Regions from separate parts of the Mus musculus genome. Here region 1 is linked to region 2. The links are chromatin contacts, called in public promoter capture Hi-C maps. All regions are on one chromosome and are shown on one strand. The core of a region is the stretch at or near the end of the contact, and the rest is flanking DNA. Distances in the headings are between cores, read along the strand shown. Region 1 has its middle 100 kb from the start of Mir466f-4. Region 2 overlaps Irx1 (Iroquois homeobox 1).

What was found. Capture Hi-C pulls out chosen DNA fragments and counts their contacts.
Region 1: a promoter capture Hi-C map of adipose tissue shows a contact between it and region 2, with 4 times the contacts expected there. The contact joins two enhancer-like sites. A contact is called at or near these places in 1 of 39 promoter capture datasets (cranial neural crest), 2 of 115 datasets of contacts at active chromatin or transcription factors (embryonic forebrain and embryonic midbrain) and 2 of 9 other capture datasets (adipose tissue and liver).

The regions. Positions count from the first base shown.
Region 1 is chr13:71,208,280-71,215,070 of GRCm38.p6, reverse strand. No RefSeq gene overlaps it. Among named protein-coding and RNA genes, the nearest start is that of Mir466f-4, 100 kb to the right of the region's middle. Within about 2 kb of position 4,265, at least 11 of the 459 cell types and tissues checked have an H3K27ac peak or open chromatin away from gene starts, as enhancers often do.
Region 2 is chr13:71,954,783-71,961,852 of GRCm38.p6, reverse strand. It overlaps Irx1 (Iroquois homeobox 1), which reads left to right. Exons shown (of 4, transcript NM_010573.2): 2 at 1,568-2,603; 3 at 2,880-2,952; 4 at 3,180-3,621. The coding sequence ends at 3,237. Among named protein-coding and RNA genes, the nearest start is that of Irx1, 5.4 kb to the left of the region's middle. Within about 2 kb of position 2,237, at least 28 of the 459 cell types and tissues checked have an H3K27ac peak or open chromatin away from gene starts, as enhancers often do.

The sequences.
Region 1 (6,791 bases), core at 3,016-5,515, 750 kb after region 2:
GCAAAGCACAGGGAAGGAATATCAAGTGGAGCCAGGTGGCAGGGATTCGGGTCCCAGTGAACTGCTCCTGCTAGTGAGTACACCTCCGTCTTCTAACACAGCACCACCATCTGGAGAGCAGGTGCTGAGATCAACTGCAGGAGCCTTTATAGCATGCTTTATACCTTCCAACCACCAGGACAGAAAAGTTAAAGAATAGTGCTCTCTTTAACACACAGTTCTGGCTGTATGTGCCAAGCGAGTTGTATGTCAGAGAATAAAGTGACTACCATTAACTTTTCAATTTCACTAAGTGGCTGTCATGTATTTTTTTTTAAATTATCTTTCTTGTTTGTTTCTGTTTGGGGATCAAGGCCTCATGTCGTTTAGGCTGGTCTCTGACTCGAACTTACTGTGTCTCTGAGGCTGTTTATTTATTTTTTTTATTATTTTCCCATGAAGAAGAGAATGCTTTTAATCCATAGAAATGACTCAGTACTGAAAACATCAGGTACATTAGTCTTCCTAAACTACCTTTTTTTTTCTTTTAAAATTATGATTATTTTTTTAATTAGGTATTTCCTTCATTTACATTTCCAATGCTATCCCAAAAGTCCCCCAAGCCCTCCCCCACAACTCCCCTACCCACCCACTCCCACTTCTTAGCCCTGGTGTTCCCCCGTACTGAGGCATATAAAGTTTGCAAGATCAATGAACCTCTCTTTCCACTGATGGCCGACTAGGCCAACTTCTGATACATATGCAGCTAGAGACACGAGCTCCGGGGGTACTGGTTAGTTCATATTGTTGTTCCACCTATAGGGTTGCAGATCTCTTTAGCTCCTTGGGTACTTTCTCTAGCTCTTCCATTGGGGATGCCCCTCAACAGAGGAATGGATACAGAAAATGTGGTACATTTACACAATGGAGTACTACTCAGCTATTAAAAAGAATGAAATTATGAAATTCCTAGGCAAATGGATGGACCTGGAGGGCATCATTCTGAGTGAGGTAACCCAATCACAAAAGAACTCACATGATATGTACTCATTGATAAGTGGATATTAGCCCAGAAACTTAGAATACCCAAGATATAAGATACAATTTGCAAAACACATGAAACTCAAGAAGAATGAAGACCAAAGTGTAGACACTTTGCCCCTTTTTAGAACTGGGAACAAAACGCCCATGGAAGGAGTTACAGAGACAAAGTTTGGAGCTGAGACGAAAGGATGGACCATCAGAGACTGCCATACCCGGGAATCCATCCCATAATCAGCTTCCAAACGCTGACACCTTGCATACACTAACAAGATTTTGCTGAAAGGACCCTGATATAGCTGTCTCTTGTGAGACTGTGCCGGGGCCTAGCAAACACAGAAGTGGATGCTCACAGTCAGCTATTGGATGGGTCACAGGGCTCCCAATGGAGGAGCTGAGGCTGGTTTTGAACTGATCTTCCTCCCTCAGTCTCCAGAATGCTGGGATTACAGAGAGACCTGTGCCACCACATCAGGTCAGTAGCCTTTAGTGATGATGGTACCCTGAGTCTGACTCTCACGAGCATTCTGCACAGGGTAAATAAGCAAATGCTGAATCCATAACAGAGATGTTAGACAAAACAGATAAAAAGAGACAGCCAAAGTTAAAAAAAATCCCTTCTAATGACAAACTTTGGGATATAGGGTTTGATAATTTACTTTTAAAACCCATGTACCTGCCACCCAGCTCATTTTGGGGAAAGGGTATGTAGCAGGTACCCCACACATCCACTCAGGGCCCTCCCTGCAGCCTTTCTTAGCACGCAGTGGCCTAGGCACAATCCCTGTTACTTCAGGCTAAATCCAACCCCAACTGTGCAGTTAGACAAGTCCAAGCTGTGAAGATAAATGGATGCAAGTATGTGTCTTGGGGACCACATGCATGAAGCAGGCAGAGGCTCCCAGGGAATAGAAATGGTGGGTACAGTCACATGGTGTGACTGAGAACTGAAAAGCAAAGCAGTGGTCCCTCAGTGAATGAGAGGAGAAAACGAACAAAGAGCGCACACCTGGCTCAGCACTGCAGGTGACTTCTGTGTCAGCTCCCATTCTGAGTCCTTCCTTCCTTAAATTGTTGTGTGGTTGTGGGCAGAGAGATGGCTCAGCTGTTAAGAGCACTTGCTGCTCTTGCAGAGGATGCAGGCTCAGTTCTTAGCACCCACAGTAGCTCACAACTACCCACTACTTCAGTTCCAGGTATCTGATGACCTCTTCTGTCCTCCAGACATACACAATGCATACATACACACCTCCCCACACACACCCCCCCCACACACACAAACATGGAAAGTGTTCAATGAAAATTTAGATAATTCAGTTGACTAGGTAAATGAAGCTGTTCTTTTCATGAGAAGCCAATTCATGAGTTTAGAAGGGAGGGATGAAGTTAAATGTAGTTTTGCAACTTTTCAGTAAAATGGTTGACTGAGACATTGCATTGATATTAAATACCAAAGATGAAAGCAGTCACCATCTCAGCAGAGACTTAGTGAGGCTACAGTAAGGGCAGGGCCACCTGACAGCCACCTTACAGAGCTGAGTGTTAAGTCCCTGACATCACACTATCTGTGTATGGGCCTGATGCTCGGTTGACACCCTGGGCATATATTGGTATTACGTATGTGTTGGCAAGTGTGTACCAAGCATTTCTTTTCTCCATTTTCCCATTGATCTATTGATCTCTGGATACCTCAGTATAGAGACAGGTAAAGATGGTGAGAGATAAATACAATTAAATATTAAAAGACTGACAGAAATACACTACTGAGTTCAGGTAGTTTACTAAGTTACTTTTACATTTTTGTAAGTGTTTAGAATAATATTACTTCAGGCACTTGTGTGCACAGTATAGAATTTTAGGTCTGATACATTTTTAAAAGATTTGGCTTTATTCGAATCTTGTTCAGTTTTAAGTTCTTCCAAATATAAAATATAATTACATTAAAATTATTCATGTTTCCCTAGTTAAGCTAACAGCAACCATTCTGATTGTGTTACAATTTTGCATGTCAAATAATAAATTTTTATGACTGACACATGACTGTCACTGTTGAAATCAGTAGTTTCCATTTTCATCATTAACTCTAGAAAGTGATGGGTGCTGTGCCTTAGGATTCACCCCTCCTGACTACAGATTTCTGACCATCTTTGGACCTACTGTTCATTCCTTGAAGTAAATTTATCTTTTTAAAAAACATATGGACATAGTGTGTTGACTGCCATTCTTTGTTAAATTACACTGAATTCCTATAATAAAGAAATAAGCAAGTGTGTGCCTGTGTATATGTTGTGTTGTCTCTGTGTGTGTGTCTGTGTGTGTGTGTCTGTGTGTGTTTTCCTGGAAATGCCTGCATGCGTGCAATGCCTCTGACATCTGAGTGAATATATTTTCAGACTCGTGGTGGTGAATGACACAGGGTGCTCTCAGGCTGGCCTCCCCTCAGCACGAAGCTTTGTGTTTGCTTCTCATCTCCTTGGGGTCTCTAGTTATGGTCATGTAATCAGAAACACTTACACTGTGTAGGTGAAGGCAGCTGAGATCCCCTGGAATAATGGAAGTGACATTAATAACATTAAATGTCATAACTCTTGACAAGCTGATGCAAATGAGTAGCTCACTGAGCAAGCAAGGCGAAGAAAATCCCTGAATATATTTTTCTTTAAAGGTTGTACAGTATTCAAAAGAAAGAAAAAAAGAAAATGAGAAGGAAGGAAGGAAGGAAGGAAGGAAGGAAGGAAGGAAGGAAGGAACAGACAACAGCCAGACAGACTTGTGCAGCCTAGATGGAAGCCAGAAATGCAGGTGCCTTAGCTTGAGTCACATTCCTCCAATGAGTGGACACTGCAGCTGTAATTATCCCACTGTGTGATAGAAAGTGTGTGGTATTTGGAGCTATGCGTAGCTTTCTTTTTTTTGTGCCTCTCCCTTTAGACTACTCTCCTTTAATCTTCCCACCCCCCCTCAACCCCCAGGCAAATGTGATTGACAGGCAGACAATGCTCACAGGCCTCTGCCCTCTCTCTTTCTCTTAGAAACACAACAGAGGTGCGTTCATCCCTAAATGAAGCAAGTCCTAGCCTCACTCCTCTGTTGACACAACAGATTGTGCAACCCTTTCAGATGTGGCTCCCAGCTCTCTCATCTCCCTGGCCTTGTCGGCAGTTGCCATCATGTAGAAAGGTACACAGTATTTGGAAAGGATTAGATGATAAAACACAACTCAATCCTTAACAAAAGAGAGGGAGAATGTGAAGGAGGCGGCTGCTGGGGAAAGTGTGACTCAGAGGAAGAGAGAAAGCAAAGTGTGGATCACCAGTGCCGCTGAAGCAAACCGAGGTAAGACTTAACAGTTGACAAATAGAAACCTCCCCAGAGGAGCTGGAGGGGGCGAAGGTAGAGGAGACTTCAGTGGATGTTTGCAACCTATCCATTTAAAAAGTCTGGATGCAGGGCTAGAGAGATGGGTCAGAGTTTAAAAATGCTGGCTGATCTTCCAGAGGTCCTGAGTTTAATTCCCAGCAACCACATGGTGGCTTACAAGCATCTGGAATAGAATCTGATGACCTCTTCTGGTGTGCATGAAAACAGCGTTCTCTCTCTCTCTCTCTCTCTCTCTCTATATATATATATATATATATATATATATATCCCCTCAACAAAAGAGAGTCAGAATACGAAGGAGGCGGCTGTTGGAGAAAGTGTGACTCAGAGGAAGAGAGAAAGCAAAAGGTGGATCACCAGTGTTTATACACACACACACTCACACATATATGTGTATGTGTATATGTGTGTATATATATGCATATATAATATATAAATTATATATACATATATTTTTATTTTTATATATATCTTGGAAAAGAAAATAAAAACTGTGGATGTAGGAGAAAAAAAAAAAAGAATGAAACCAAAGTTGCTACACTCTTCAAAGGGCTGAATTAAAAACTAAATAAATGAAAGCAGAGCTGAGCAAGCTAAGTCCAGGGACTCGAGAAGAAAATTCTACATTTCCCCCACCTCTCCCAAAACTCCCTGAGCTCTGACAGTCAGGGAGCACAGGTGCACGTGGGACACTTCAGGGGGAGTAGCTACTCTTCCTGAGAGACTCACAACCAAGAGGAGAGGAAGGCCCCTTGGAGGGCAGCCCTGTCTGGGACCCTACCTTGTAGAAATTCTACACGAGAAGCTTCTGGCTTCTGCTCACTGTACCTTCACACACAGCAACACTGAGCAGAGAGCTAAACACCAGATCAGGAAAACCTGAGGTCAGAAAATACCTGGTTAAATGTTAGAAACAAGTTTGGGTTTGTAAAGAAAGAGACTACCACTCCAGATCTAACTGAAGTTTCTGAACAAGGTAAACTTTATTCTTGGTCAAAGAAGTGTGCTCAAAAGACAAAAGCATACAGACAGAAGGCATAACTCAGGTAGTGACTGTGTCTTTCCCCATTGGCTGTGGTGTAACCTCACTGTCTTGTTCTATTGGGCAGTCTGAAAAGAATTGGCGCATGGGAAATGGAGGGGTGAGAAGTTGACCACTTCCCACAGAGAATGTGTCAGGGTTTTGTATGCATAAACATTTTCCAGCTGGGAGGGTCAAAATTTTAAAATTATATAAGTCTTATAAAATGAAGATATAAAAATATTTGTATTTTCAGTCTCAAACACGGGTTTATAGCATTCTACAGAAGAGACTCATATTTAATGCTTCTTATATTAAGTCTGTGGTAGAGAATGGGGCCTGGAAATGCCTCCTACAGAACACAAGAGTGCTAACGCTAACCAAGTCATTTTTATAATTAAGAACTTCAATATAATCCAACAATGATGCTTTGGCATGCTAGGGGCTTTAGTCAAGGATCTAGTGCTTGAAAGACAAATGGAGAATTCACTCAGCTGCTTGTTCAAGATTGCTGGTGAGGATGGGGGTTGCATGTCTTTAATGGAGAAGCCACATGAAAAGATAGGGGTCAGTGCCAACCTGAACCACCATATCTAGAAACCTATGTCTACTTACTGTTTGCGGCCTTGAGTGTGAGCTCACACATGACCTCTGAAAATAGATGAGGGGCTACGCACTCGCTGGCTACCCAGCAGCAGAAAGCACACTAGCACCCAGGTCCTATTGTCTAAATATCACTGTGTAATAAAAAGGGTCAAGCCTAAGACAAAGGGTAATGCAAAGGATAAGACCAAGAGCATAGAGTGAATTCACAAAATTGACGGCTTGGTTGTTAAGACTTGGAGATTGCTGTAGCCCAACTTGGAATAGGCTTTCAGGGACTGACATCCAAGTGATGATCTTCCTGATTAGTCCTCTGCGAGAACAAATTCATGCCCCCTGCCAGTGTTAGACCCAGAAATTAGACCTGATAGGTTATTTCTTCATTGCCAGTGAAATGAGTCAACTCAAGCCAGGTTAGATTCTATTAAAGGCAGATTTGCTGGGAAGTTGCTCTGGAGTGAGTTCACTGTCCCCAAAGATTGAGGCCAAGGGAGTCACTATAGAGAGAGATGGGGGGAGAGAGAAAAGGGGATAGATAGATAGATAGATAGATAGATAGATAGATAGATAGATAGATCCTTCCATCCCGTCCCTGGGCTGGAAATTTCAGGGTTAGGGGCATGATATGCCTGGTAAGGACTGAGGGATGCTGGGAGAACTCAGAGGTCAGGTCTCCTTTGATATGTAAAATATGTGCCCCAGTCGTTTGTCCCTGGTCCCAAACCAAACATGATCCTCAAGACACCAGTACCCAGGAGAAAGATCC
Region 2 (7,070 bases), core at 988-3,487:
TTTACAATGGCGAGGCACAAACGAATTCGGGCCAAAGAAGCCTCTTAGGCGCGGCCTCGATCGCTAAACTAATTAGCCAAAGAAATAAGCTTTTAGTAACTTTTTTAGGGTTCCGACTTCTTTTTTTTTTTTTTTTTTTTTTTTTTTTGCTAACCTGGTAACTGTATCCTTTTAAAAATTGAAGATGGAGGGTGATTTAGTTATTATTTTCGCGAGGATTTTTTTAACTAAAAATTTGAATACAGATGTGAGCCATTTGGGAATCCTGCCTGTGTGCTTGTGGGGGAGGGGTCTGCTCCCATTGTAGTGAGGTAGGGAAGGTCCACAGGAGGTTTTTGTTGTTGTTTAATTTTGTTTTCTCTTTAAACTAAAAGGAAAATAAAATTCGTCCCCTAAGGTGTTTGTGTTACCTCCAGGTCTCCTACCGGGTTCTTGGAAAGTAAGCCTAAATCCAAACCCTCAGCTGAGGCCTAGCTTTCCAATCTTTTATGATCCAGTATTTGGAACCCAAAAGATAAAATTGTGAGTGAATGTCTGTCTGGGCAATTTATGGTAATAATGAGGCCTAACGAGGCTGTTAGAAAGATAAAATGTTATTTACCAAAAACCTGATGGGATAATTTGACTTGCTGTGTTTTACTACTGATGATAAAAAGAATATTGATTGCAAATAAATCATGGCCTCTAAATGCCTGCAAACAGTTTCTGTTTGCTCGGCTGCAGATCAAAGTCAAACTTAAGAGATAAAGTAACCAAGAAGAGGCCCAGGAAACTGAACCGGTTCCCCTGAGCTTCAGCCTGTGGCTCCAGGGCCTGACGTTAATATTTTACTGGATAAGCTCTTCTTTTGTATTTAAAAAAAAAATGTGTTTTGTCATTGTTACTGAGGATGGCCAGGATTAAATTTTAAATTACCTGTCACCGCTACAGACCTCTAAGTGTGAGTGAGCCATTATATGCAGATTAATTTGAGAGGCAAAAAGAGGGCTCTGCTTTCATTTTAAATTGGTGGTGAATTTAGACTGAAGAGTGCCCTGGATGGTTTATTTTGATTGAGTCCTTCAGGGTGAGAAGGAGGGGCCTTGAATTCTGAGTGCTTCACTTTGGAGAAACTGTTTCATCAGTCTACAGAAAAGGTTTTCCCCCTCCAGCTAGTGTAAGCTGAACTTGAAAATTTGAATTTTGGGAAGGGGTGGTGTGGGGAACCAAGGGTTCTGGGAAGACTCGGGAAGGGGGAGGGGCAGGGCTTGCGCTGAGTTCTAAAAATCCAAGGCTTCTAGAAGTTTTTCTAGAGTGAACAACAGTTTTTTAAAAATCTGTTTAGTGGAGACCCAATGCCTTCAATCCAGTTTAAGACTCCAGCTGCCTTGACTCTCCAAGTAGTGGTGTGTGTGTGTGTGTGTGAGCACGCGCGCGCGTTTTCCTTTTCTGAGCTGGTGAATCAAGTGCCCCCAGGGTCCACAGCAGCACGGGTCTTCCTTTCCTAGCTTCCTGAAACTCATCTCTCCCCATTTCTTTTCTCTCTCTACTTCTTTCTCTCTTCTCTCTTGCTCTACGGTTGCTTCAGGGCTCTCAGTATGAACTGAAGGACAACCCCGGGGTGCACCCAGCGACCTTCGCAGCCCACACAACGCCTGCTTATTATCCCTATGGTCAGTTTCAATACGGGGATCCCGGACGGCCCAAGAACGCCACGCGGGAGAGCACCAGCACGCTGAAAGCCTGGCTCAACGAACACCGCAAGAACCCGTACCCCACCAAAGGAGAGAAGATTATGCTGGCCATTATCACCAAGATGACCCTCACACAGGTCTCCACCTGGTTCGCCAATGCGCGCCGGCGCCTCAAGAAGGAGAACAAGGTGACTTGGGGGGCGCGCAGCAAGGACCAGGAAGACGGCGCCCTCTTTGGCAGCGACACCGAGGGCGACCCCGAGAAGGCCGAGGACGACGAGGAGATCGACCTGGAGAGCATTGACATCGATCAGATCGACGAGCGTGATGGCGACCAGAGCAACGAAGACGAAGAGGACAAGGCGGAGGCTCCTAGGGCGCGCGTAGCCCCTCCCGCCTCAGCTCGGGACCAGAGCTCCCCATTGTCGGCTGCTGAGACACTCAAGTCTCAAGATTCGCCCTTGGGCCTGGTTAAGGAGGTCTCAGAGCCCGGCAGCACACGCCTGCTGAGTCCTGGCGCCGCGGCGGTCGGCCTGCAGGGCGCGCCGCACAGCAAGCCCAAGATCTGGTCTCTGGCTGAGACAGCCACTAGCCCCGATGGTGCGCCTAAGGCGTCTCCACCGCCACCCTCAAGCCACGCCAGCGCACACGGGCCGCCCAGCGGCTCACCCCTGCAACACCCGGCCTTTCTACCCAGCCACGGACTGTACACCTGTCACATAGGCAAGTTTTCCAACTGGACCAACGGCGCGTTCCTAGCACAGGGCTCGCTGCTGAACATGCGATCTTTCCTGGGCGTCAGCGCGCCGCATGCAGCACCTCACGGCCCACACCTGACAGCACCACCACCTCCACAGCCGCCAGTCCAGGTTGCCACCGGGGTGCTCCATGGTGAGAAGGCCTCCGCACGCAGCAGTCCTGCACTTCCAGGTACCGAGCCAAAAGGTCGCATCTACTTATTTGGTCTGGGACATACAGAGACCTAGAGATGAGTGAGTGATAGTGGTGGTGGGTAGGGGAGGCTTAATGTAGTAGCTAGGCCTAGGTCTCACCGAGGCACTGAGCTGTATCCAAGGGCTTGTTCCACGGAGGTATAAGGGTAGACATTGGTCACAGGAAATATGAATCTGGGCATAGAAACCCTTCCAACCTGAACACCCCACTACCTAACCCTTTTCCTAATCTTGCAAATCTCTTTCCTTGCAGAGAGAGACCTAGTCACCAGACCGGATTCGCCCCCACAACAGTTAAAGTCGCCCTTCCAGCCGGTGCGCGACAAGTGAGTGCTTTTTAGCTTTTGCCCTGGGGCGGGATGGAAGTAGCGGTGAGGGTCCTAAAGTCCTAATTGGAGAGCACTACCCGCCTAGCTTGCTCCAGTTCTCTGGAGCAGGGAGACTGTTGGGAGGCGGTCTAGCTCTAGCCCGGGCTCTGCCCGAAGAGGCTGGGGCTCGGTGGCGCTGGATCTGTTTACTCATTGCTGGTGTCTTCTTGCTGTTTCTCATACAGCTCGCTGGCCCCGCAGGAGGGAACGCCTCGGATCCTCGCAGCCCTCCCGTCTGCCTGATTAAGGGGGGTCATCTTTTACTTTTGCGGGGGGAGGGGAGGGGGAGGGGTTGGGGGGGAGGAGACGAGGGAAGAATTAAGACAAATATTTGAGACTTGTGTAAAGGACAAACGTGACGGCAGCGTCAGTGATTCTCACACATCGCTCTCTGCAGAAAGGGGCTCATCCTGCCTAAGCGCTTGGGAAGGGGGGAGTAAGGCTCAGCCTGCCGCTCGGATTGATTATCCGATTCGGTAAATGCCCCCCTCCCACTTCTGTGTTTGTGTCTTCTTTGTTTCTTTTTTCCCCTTTCTGTATATAGCGTGATTTCAGATTGTAAATAGCGCGTCAGCGAACTTGTTTAAATCATATATTTTTGTCTAATAAACTAAATGAAACGATGTCCACGCGGCTACAGCTGTTTGTCCCTGTCCTCCTGCGTTTTGGGGGAGGCCATGATGTTTGCGATCTTGAAATCCTGGGCACAGTTCAGGGGCTATGGTTTCGCCAGACTCTTTTGGGAGAAGGGTCTTGGAACAGTGTTTCCACCGAGTGTCAGGCGCACAGTCCGTGATGGTAGTGGTTGAATTTGTTCGTTTTGCTCCTAGGCCAGCTTCTTGTTGGCAGTGTAAATCTTTGCCACGCTTAGACAAGCGTTTATCTGGAGCAGCCTTTTTAAGTACATAAATGCGTTCAATTTTAGACAGTTTACAAAACCGATGTTTTAAAGTGGATCAAAATGGGGGGAAATGAAGAGAATTTTCAATCACACTCCCAAAGGGGAACTTCGGGCTCGAAATCAATTACTCACTAGTTGTGTGAGCGATGCGTTTTAGAGGAGGGTCGTTTTCTAGTCAGAGCGTGGACGTAATGGAGTATGAAATATTGCTCACAGTGTGCTTAGTCAGTTGTTTAAGTGTAAAGAGGAGAAAACGGAAGGTTCTTTAAAAAATATTCTCATATAGATGAGCGACATAGGGTTTGGTTCCGAGTTCCGGGGTTCCCTGGGTTTGCGATTCAAGATTCAGAAGTGGCTTCAGAGAAAAGGTGCGCTACGGGGTGGGGAGTGAGTGGTGATTGTAGTGAAGGGGTTGCCTAGGGCGCATCTTTAAACCCGGGTAGGACGATCTGCGACTGTGCGTACATCAGCTGAAGAAGCCTGAACTAATAGTCCCTCAGTCTTGCCGGAGAAGGCTGAGGAGCACTGTAGCAACAATGAGGGAAGGCGATAGCTCGGTACCGCACCGGCCAGCAAGCAGTTTTGAAAACCACAGTGGAGAGTTAGGAGTCCCACCACTCCTTTGCGGCTTACCAGCCAGTCGCCTGCGCACTTTTCAGCAGAGCGGAAGACTCCGCCAAACCAGAGCCAGGACTTTTAGGACTATGATGGCTACCGGATTGGGATTCATGAGGACTGCGCAAGCAAATAGTAAAACTTCCTAAGACGATGTAAACTGTGGGGAAAACAAGCTAAATGGGGACAAAGTTGGGCAGTCTCTCCCCAGTTTAGGCTCCGCTCTTCCCAGCTGCCAGGAAACTTGCTCTCTCCCCGGGCTGCCCATAAGAGTCATGGTGTTGGTGTGTGGAGTGTGTGTGTGTGTGTGTGTGCGCGCGCGCCCCCCTGCACACCCAGGGGAAGACCATGTGCCTTTGACCACCGCTACTTGCTAGCATCAAGGACCAGCAGGCACCCCGTGCACTGCTGGGGCCACACTGCACTCAGGGCATGCTCCCTCTTCTCAATTCTTCCCACTCTTGTCTCAGGTTGAGTAAGGATTGGATTTCTGAACCTCCAGACTGGAGAGAGAGAGTGAGAGAGAGAGAGAGATTCGCAGATGCTGCCAAGGCAAGAAAGTGTACCACACGTGGGGTCACGAGTCAGTTCGCAAAGCAGCTAAGGAGTTGGGCAGTCCAGCTAGGTAGACTTGGGTCCCATAGACGCCCTCTGCTAAGCTGGTGGGAGCTCCGAGGTCTGAATGGACATGCTCGAAGCGCCCTCTATGGTCCGAAAGCAGAATGGGACCTTGACCCCTGCTGGTGATGTTTCTGGGGCTCCTTGAAACTCTGGGACAGTTAGGCTTTGGGACTCCCTAGGCAAAAGCATGGATTTGTAGTGACAAGGCTTAGTGCTTGTTCCTGGGATCAATCATGTGTGTGAGCATGTGTGCGGTGTGTGTCTGGGGGCCTGCCAGGCCACTGGCATTTGGAGGCAAAAGTGGGCTCTGGACTGTAAGCTGTGCTTTCTCTGTCCTGATGAAGTTTGCTAAGTCAAAAGTACCCTTTTACAACACCCTTGTTGAAGTTGTGTGGAGCCTCCTGTCTCTGGACCCTCAACCCAGAGGCTCTGGAGTGGGTTCCCTGATGAAACAGCATCTCTGAAGAAACCTAACCAACCATGCCTTGTATCTGAAATGAGGAATGGGATAGCCAGGCATGCTGGCACGCTACTCAGACCTTCAAAATGTCTGCTGGGAGATTTGTTCTGGGTGACTGTGGGAAGCTGCAGCTGAACTCTGGTGGACTCCTTCAGCTCAGGCAGGTAAGGTCTTCTTTTCACATCTCTGAATCTAGTCATTGCCCAAGTACCTCCCTTCTGTCTCCTTTTGTCCCTTGCAAAATACATTTGAGGTGCTCTGCCAGCATGTGCAGCCATTGAACTAGCTTGTGCCTCACTGACAGAATCCCAGTAATATAGGAGTCTAGTAGTCTAGAAGGTAGAACTGGGCAGCCGGAGGAGTCCTTCTCCTGAGAATCAGCCATGACAGTACACAGGTCAGATCTCTGTCAGAACTGCTTTTCTTCAGTGAAAAGTTAAAAAAAAAATTTTTTTTAATCAAGCCCCAAAGCATTGTTTTGCATTGTTTGTTCACATCTTCCTCTACAGCTGCTACACGTGTACAAATATATTGTTGTGCCCTGATGGGCCCTGGGTGCTGGGAACTTAACCTTTTGAAAACAAAACAAAACAAAACATGGTCTCAGAGAACTTAGAGATACCGACATCTACCATGAGAGCCACAAATGTTCCTTGGGAAGTTTTTGCCTGTGCAGGGCACTTCTAGCAACACCTTGTCCCAGGTGTCATCCCCAGTGTGGGGACAACTCTGAGATCGGAAGGGGGGAGCTGGGTGTGGGGATGGGACTCCACATAGAACTGGTGGCCTCTGCATAGAATACCCTTCCTCCCTTTGAGAAGGACATTCAGTATCCTGCCCAGACTGTCTCTCTCTGAGCTTCTTTGGAAGTTTACAAAGGACATGGAAGGGTGAGAAACGACTCTAGTCTAGGGCCCCATGCTTCAGTGCCCAGCACATCTCCTGTGGGGTGAGCATCACATCGCTCCCCTTGGCTGACCTGATGGAACTTACCCAGTCACCCTGCTTCCCCATCCAGCCCCCTTTTCTTGATCCATTATATAAAAGCACATTTATCTCCCTGCAATATGGAGAATTCATATTCATATCTCCATTATAGTGGTGTGAAACTGATTAATGTAATACGGGTCTTGGCTCAGAAGGGCGCCACCGATGAATCACGCCCTGCTGAGCTCCAGTTGTCCTTTGGTTCAGACTTAGGCAGAGAATGAGGAAGGAGAGAGAAAAAGAGGGAGGACAGGGCCAGACACAGCACCTGGGGGGTGTCTTGGATCTGGCTTCTAGTCCATCTCACAAACCCTCCAAACCTCACCTGAGGGGGAGCTCTGTGAACCCTGATCAGTCTTTCCCCTCTCCTGAAGGAGCAGAGACCCCAGGGGTGCTTCCATCTTATAGAGGGTGTTTTCCCACCAGAAAGGGGTGAGCCTTCCAAGGCGGATGTGGGGGAGGGGGGGGGGGCTTGTGGATACTGGCTTGGGA